Linked DNA regions of Mus musculus: region 2 is linked to region 1. A link is a contact called in public HiCAR-type data. All regions are on one chromosome and are shown on one strand. The core of a region is the stretch at or near the end of the contact, and the rest is flanking DNA. Distances in the headings are between cores, read along the strand shown.

Evidence for each region. HiCAR-type assays count read pairs that join an accessible place to other places.
Region 2: a HiCAR-type map of astrocytes shows a contact between it and region 1, with 4 times the contacts expected there. The contact joins the promoter of Fsd1l here to the enhancer-like site in region 1. A contact is called at or near these places in 20 of 39 promoter capture datasets (the 3T3-L1 cell line, the C10 cell line, the HPC-7 cell line and 12 more), 1 of 484 Hi-C or Micro-C datasets (bone marrow-derived macrophages), 11 of 115 datasets of contacts at active chromatin or transcription factors (SST interneurons, astrocytes, bone marrow-derived macrophages and 7 more) and 4 of 9 other capture datasets (adipose tissue, embryonic stem cells, liver and 1 more).

Annotation. Positions count from the first base shown.
Region 1 is chr4:53,113,923-53,117,360 of GRCm38.p6, forward strand. The region is part of intron 5 of Abca1 (ATP-binding cassette, sub-family A (ABC1), member 1); the gene reads right to left. Among named protein-coding and RNA genes, the nearest start is that of Abca1, 44 kb to the right of the region's middle. Within about 2 kb of position 2,114, at least 99 of the 459 cell types and tissues checked have an H3K27ac peak or open chromatin away from gene starts, as enhancers often do. A contact at or near this core is called in adipose tissue, astrocytes, bone marrow-derived macrophages and 3 more, where this site is marked.
Region 2 is chr4:53,629,551-53,632,765 of GRCm38.p6, forward strand. It overlaps Fsd1l (fibronectin type III and SPRY domain containing 1-like), which reads left to right and starts at 1,921. Exons shown (of 13, transcript NM_001195284.1): 1 at 1,921-2,062. The coding sequence starts at 2,048.

The sequences.
Region 1 (3,438 bases), core at 864-3,363:
CTCCATACAGATCTTCTAATCTGATCATGTCCAAGGACAGCTTCTCTCATCAGCTGAGCTGCTGTGTTCAAAATAGATAGTAAGAGAGAGGTGACTTTGACAAGAACACTGAGATGCCAAACTCGTGGCCCCATAAGATGTGTCTGAGTGTGCACATGTGTGGGCACATATATTTATGAATGTATTATAGATTTGTCTGAGTGAGATAAAACTATTTTGCTTTTATTTTTCTACCTGCTACAAGGTAAAGGAAAGGTCAAAGCTCACTCAAGTGCCTATTCAGAACTTCATGAAAAAAATTAATAAAAGCCAGGCCTAGTAGCACAGGCCTGTTATATCCCAGCTATCTGGGGCTCTGAGGCAGGAGGATTACAGTACAAAGCCAGCTTCAGCAACTCAACAACTCATCTCACCAAAATATGTGGGTGGGGAGACAGGTAGGGATATAGGTCAAGGGTAGAGTGTTTTTCTAACATGTAGAAGCCCCAGGTTCAATCCCCAGTACTGCAAAAAAGAAAGAGAGAGAGGAGAAAGGAATATGGAGACACAGGGAAAAATAAAAATAAATAAACCTAAAATTTTATAGAGCATCAATGAAAGGATCATATCTTCTGGAAACTGTGAGACTAGACACAAGTAGATGACCAGTAACAGACAAGTTATTCTAGGTAAGACAAAGAACGCTTCGTGGGAAAGACAGTCACTCAGTTAACCCTAACCAAATGAATTGACGGGGACCTGGTTTTTATTATCTGTGGAATGTGTGGTTGGGGAAAAAGTTCTCTGAAAAACTCTTTTCCATGTTTCTGAGAGGAACACAGATCCAATTGATCCAGCACCAGAGACTCTTATCAGAGAGGCTGAACTCAAACACTTCCTGCCTGTGTGACCATGAACCTCACTTGGCCCCTTTCTTTGTTCTCTCTTAACCTCAGTTTCTTAGACATCAAATGGAGTTGGGGCCAACAAGAAGGTTTAGCAAGAACAGTACCTGCCACCAAGCCTGGCACCCCAATCTCAGTCCATGAGACACACGTGGGATGACTTCCACAAGCTGTCCTGTCCCTTCACACCCAGCCCACCTCACACACATACAAAATAAAGTGTAATAATGTTTTTAAAAGAATATGGAAATAGTAACATTCATAAGTTGATGTAGAATGCAATGATTAAGAGTATGAACAAGAGACTGGAGCTAGGAAGATGGCTCACTCAATAAAACACCTACTGGGCAAGCGCAAGGAACTGAGTATTCACCCCCAACATCAAGGTCAAAAGTCATGAACCATCCATGCCCTCAGTGCTGGGGAGATGGACAAAGGCTCAAGGCTTGCTGGCCAGTTGGTGTATCCAAATCAGTGAGCTCCTTGTTCAGTGAGAGATCCTAAATTCAATACTGATGTCTGCCCTCTAAAACGAGTACACACAATACACACACACAGACACATACACACACACACACACACACACACACACCACTCACTCACTGAAGACCCAGAGCTGGTTAGTTGGGAGTGTTTACATGAGAAGGTGTGGTCCCAGTTAGAATGTGAACATCAGGGAAGCCAGAAAGCTGTAGTCAACAAAGGGCCAAAGGAGTTCTCTCATTGCTGGACGAAAGTATCTGATCTGCGGAGCCCAGCTTCCTGATTGGCCGGAGAGGCAGCCAGCCGCCTGCCATGTCCCTGGAGCTTTGGGCACAGTGAAGCAGGGCAAAGGGGAGGAGAGAGGGAAAACAAAATAAAAGGCTGGTGTCTAAAAAGAGCAAACAGATGAGATGCATCTGTGGGCTGGGACAGAGTGAGACACAATCCTGGGTTTCTTGCTATTCATCTGGGTCAAGTCACTACAGCCAAGCTAAGGAAACAGCACAGGCAGATAGAAGTTAGAGAGAAGCCTAACTCTGGGGGGGGGGGGGGGGGGGGTCTTCCTGGTCATGGAAGCGTTCGCTCTCCCACCTGCCTGCTGGAACCCAGGAGCAGAGGAGGAGGAAGAGGAGGAGGAAGGAGGAGGGCGAGGGAAACAACAGAGGAAGGCAGAGGAGGAAAACCCTGGCAGCAGCCACTGGGGTTACTCTCGGTCAGTGCCCTCTCTAAGCCCCAGCTTAAGTTTCAAGTTCTCTGCAGTCTTGTGCTCTATACAAAAGGAACCACAGCCATCAACAGCTTGAGACGTGGGTGGAGGAGAGAAATGGGGAAAAGGAGAAGCAGAGAAAGAAGCCTTGCCAGCAGCCCCAGCCTGCATACCCTTCTTAAATGGACCCCCTAGGCAGCAGCAGGGTGGAGTAGAGGTGGGGTTGAGGTCTCCTAGCCCTGGCTGGTCAAATGAGCAAAGACTTGGGGGTGGGGGGCTGGATGACAGTCTTGTGGTTCTATTTAGCCTATTTGATTAGTCTTATAAACAAGACTTTGGAATATTTTCAGCTACAAAGGGGCTGGAAATAATCACACCTGTTTATTAGTTGGTTGGTTACTTAGTTCCTTTCTGAGTCTCACGGCTTCCAATTCCTCATTCTCCTACTTCCACCTCCACAAGCTGCCATTATAAACACACCATCATGCCCAACTTCGGGTATCTGTTGCTTTGGTTCATTTTGTGGTGCTGGGCCTGTGAGATGTCTCCAGAAGACTTTGTGGGGTGCTCTGGAGAGAAGGAATAGTAGCTGGGTGGATATGCCCTGGGGAACCTGTGAGCGTGGACGAGGGTGAGCCAGACTGTGGGCACACATGCCTTGAGACCTCCATGGTGGTCACGGGGCCCCGGAGAATTTTCTTGCCCTGCAGTGAAGGCTTTCTCAACAGCACAGAAGAAGTGCTAATTGGAGTCTAATGAACCTGGGTCACATTTCCATTACAGAATGTTCTACTTCTGTGGACATTGGAAGTCACTTTTCAGGCCCTCCAAGTTTCTGGGTTCCGAAAGCACTAATAACACCAAGCATGGCTTACAGTGCACAAGAAAATATAAACTGGAGACTAAATATAGTCAAAATACATGCTGATAAAATCGTCATGGCAATTAGATGACCAGTTCCCAAGAGACCTGACTATTCGTGGCTATACACCCTGAACCGTTTGCTGCCAAAACCTCGTCTTTAGACCAACAGAAATTGTACAACTTTAGACACTGTATGCTGTTTAAATTATTTGGTGCATCAGTTAAATGTCTACTGTATCACAGTACCAGTGCTAAGGATAAAAGGGGAAAAAACCTAGTTAGTGCTTCCCAAAGGCAGGGACAAAAGGGGTATCGTATGACATAATCCCGGCCCTTGCTATCCAAGAGATTGTGGGCATCCAGTAAGAACAGAGCAGCCCTGTGTGCTATTGAGAATCAGTCACAATTGAGATGACAGCAGGAAGGAAACACCTTTCCCCAGATCCATGCTCTAAGGCAGCCACTGGCTGACAGGAGAAGAATGCTGGGAAACTGGAGGCC
Region 2 (3,215 bases), core at 671-3,170, 520 kb after region 1:
GGGACCTGGCTTCTGTCACATCTCCCCCATGTAATTGAGGGGGCTTGGCTAGTAGAGTCCCTTCCCTTGATATCAAGAGCTGGCTCCTCTGAAGGACTGCATGCCAGCCTCCCTTCAGCTGGCAGGAGTGAAGCTGGGCATTCCTCTCCTAAGCCCCAGCCAGGCCTGCGAGCATTGTTTCCTTAGCCCTGTCTAAACCATGTTTCCTTTTGTGTCTTTTATCATATACCTTGCATTTCTGTTCAGGTAAGAAAGGGTCATGTGGTGGTGGTGCACTCCTTTAATCCCAGCACTCAAGAGGCAGAGGCAGGAGAATCTCTGTGAGTTTGAAGCCAGACTGGTCTACAAAGCAAGTTCCAGAACAGCCAGGACTATACACCCTGTCTCCAGAAAAAATAAAGCAAAGCAAAGCAAACAAACAAACAAAAAAGGTCTATTGGGTGCACAGTGTGTGGCCTGCTCTTTGCTAAGGTCAGAATACAGGTGTGGTAAAAGAAGTTTTGATCTTAAGAAACCACAGTGTCGTTGGACTCTAGTAGAAACATAAAACATTGAAGTGTAAATATGATTCATCTAAAACAGCTCCTGCCTCTCCAAGGTCTTGATTCTTAACTGTCCTTCTAACTAGATATTCTTCCTCAACCCCTTTCATATAACCCTTACCCAGGTCATTCCTGCGTAATGTCAGGAAATTGCACCCCACCTCTTCGGAGTCTATTAACTCTGTGCAATTTAATTGTTTACTTTATTTCTTCCATTTACCTCATGCAATTTCCTCCTTTGTTAATTTTTTCATGTGTGTGCTTTGGTCGAGGGTATTACAATGTGTGGGCACACAAGTGGGGGCACCTGTGTGCTGGTGTGTGTCTGTGGTCACTTGGCTTTTATGTGGGTACCAGGTTCTGGGTATACAGACTCTGGTACTCATGTCTGCCCACTGATCTATCTTCCTCCTCCCTGATTTCTCTTACAAACTTTTCTTCTAACAGCCTCATGGATTTGTATTGTCATTTCCCACCTTAGATTGTAAGCTCTTTGAGAAGCAGGCCTTTTCACTGAGGATTTGTGTAGAAGGGCAGAACCGGTTCGTAAGGCTCATTCATACTCGTTTCCCTTTTATTCCATTAGGATGTGAACACCCAGAAGAATTTTTCTTGAGTCACCTAAATGGAGATGAAGCCTGCCTTTCTGGAGAACCTTTCCAAGTCTTCTCCCCAAGCTTTCTGGTCTGCACTGCCAGCTCCACCCGTCCTGAGCAGATTCTAATGTGCTGTCCCACTCTCATTTACTCCATGCTCTGGGGAGTTCAAACACAGGATTTAAGCTGTCCTCTGCGAGGTCTGCATTCATTCTATTTCATTGATGACACAGGTCACGGAAAAAGACTTGCTTACAAGGTAGCAAGATACTAGTAGGGCAAGGTTGACCAGGCAACAAAGCCCATGTGGTCCCATACCCACGTATCTGTAACTTCTTTCTACCCCTTGTCCCAGAGCCCTTTAAGGTTTCCACCACGCTCCCTGAAGACCCTTCCACATGTTTCCGCGGCCTCTCCATCCTAGCGTGTTTATTCCAGCTGGATCACTGGGCCTGGCCTACCAAGGCTAAGTGGAGAGACGCTGCAGGTGAAGGATGCGTCCCGGGCTGAGCTAGCTCCCAGGCTCTCCGCACGACCTGGCTGCTGGGTGCCCAATGGTTCATTGCAAGGCCCGCAGCGATGGCACAGGAAAAAGGATGCAAAGAAAGAAGCAGTTGCAGAAGGAAGACGCAGGCGGCCAGGCAGCGCTCCATCCTCTCCGCCGGTGCGGGTGTCGGCGCACGCATGCGCATGCGTGGCGCGCTCGCACCCCACCCTCCCGCGGGCCGCCCTTTCACCCTGGCAACCGCGGCTCGGTAGCGGCGCGCGCGCGGGTTGGGCGCGGACGGGCGGGATCTCTGCGGGACGGGACAAGGCTGACGGCGGCAGAGGTAGCGGGTCTCTAAGGCTCCTCCAGCTTCTCACTCAGCTCCGGTGACAAGTTCGGCCCGGAGGGCTTAGTCCCTAGCCATGGACTCGCAGAAAGTAAGCGGGGGCGCAGCGCGGGGCCGAGAGGGTGGGCGGGGCGCGCGGGGCTGGGCGCGGAGGACGAGGCCGGGCCTGGGACCCACCCGACCCGACCCGACCCGACCCGACGGGACCTGAGAGCCCGCAGGGAGCGATGGCCGCGCCCGGGACCCCGGACGACCTCTGTCCTGCTCTTGGCTCCGGGAAGGCACTGCGGGGAGGAAACCGCGAGCCGCACCCGGGTCTCTGCCGCCCTCTGCGGGCGCTAGGCCCCTTTCTTCCCGCTGCCCGCGGCGTGCTCCGAGGGTGGGTCCCTCCTCGGTTGGAGTGAGGACCAAGGCTCGGCCTCGCGTGGGGGGATCCCCGCCCGCGCGGAAGCTGGTGTCTCTTTTCTTCCACCGTGTCTTCAGCATGGTCTCTGCGCTGTAGGTCCGGGGACTGAATCTCCTTTGTACATCTGCCCACTGCCTTGCTAGTGGTTTATTTATAAGCAGATCTCAGTGTTTGCCTAATTGAGGAAAAAGGCAGTTGTCAGGGCCGCTGCCCCACCCTCGTCCTTCAGTTGGTGAGGCTGGCCAGTAGTCTTGTTTCGGAATGTTTAGTACTTTGAGAACAAGTTTAAGGAAAGAGTTACACAATAGCCTTTTTTAATTAAGCAAATAGTGCACTGAATACAATTGCAACTGAATTTTTAATATTCAGTAGTAATTCCTGTATTAAAAAAGTAAGCCACCTTGCTATCTTTGTTATGTTATAGTGTAATTGCAATACATTGCGGTATAGGAAAGAAAAACACAAGTGTTATTAATAATACATCAGGGAAAACAAGGGCATTTCTAAGAGGCCATTCTTTTTTTATTATTGCATAGAAAGTGCCAGAAAGAGTTAGAGAAAAACTGCAATTCTTACCTGGATTCATCTTTCTGAGCTTGCCTTGAGACCCATTCATTTGGGTATATCCAATTATTATTTCCACAACTATACTATAGTATCTTTTAAAGAGATTACTAGTATGTCTAAGAATGTGTATTTTGAGTGTGTATAAATTTAAAGGATTCTCTGTTAGGCTGATAAAACATTGCATGACTTATTAGAGGAAAGGCATCATGTGATATTTAAGTGGGCATTAGCAAAGGTCAAAAGGAAGAAGAGCAAGTGCCTGGAGAATCCG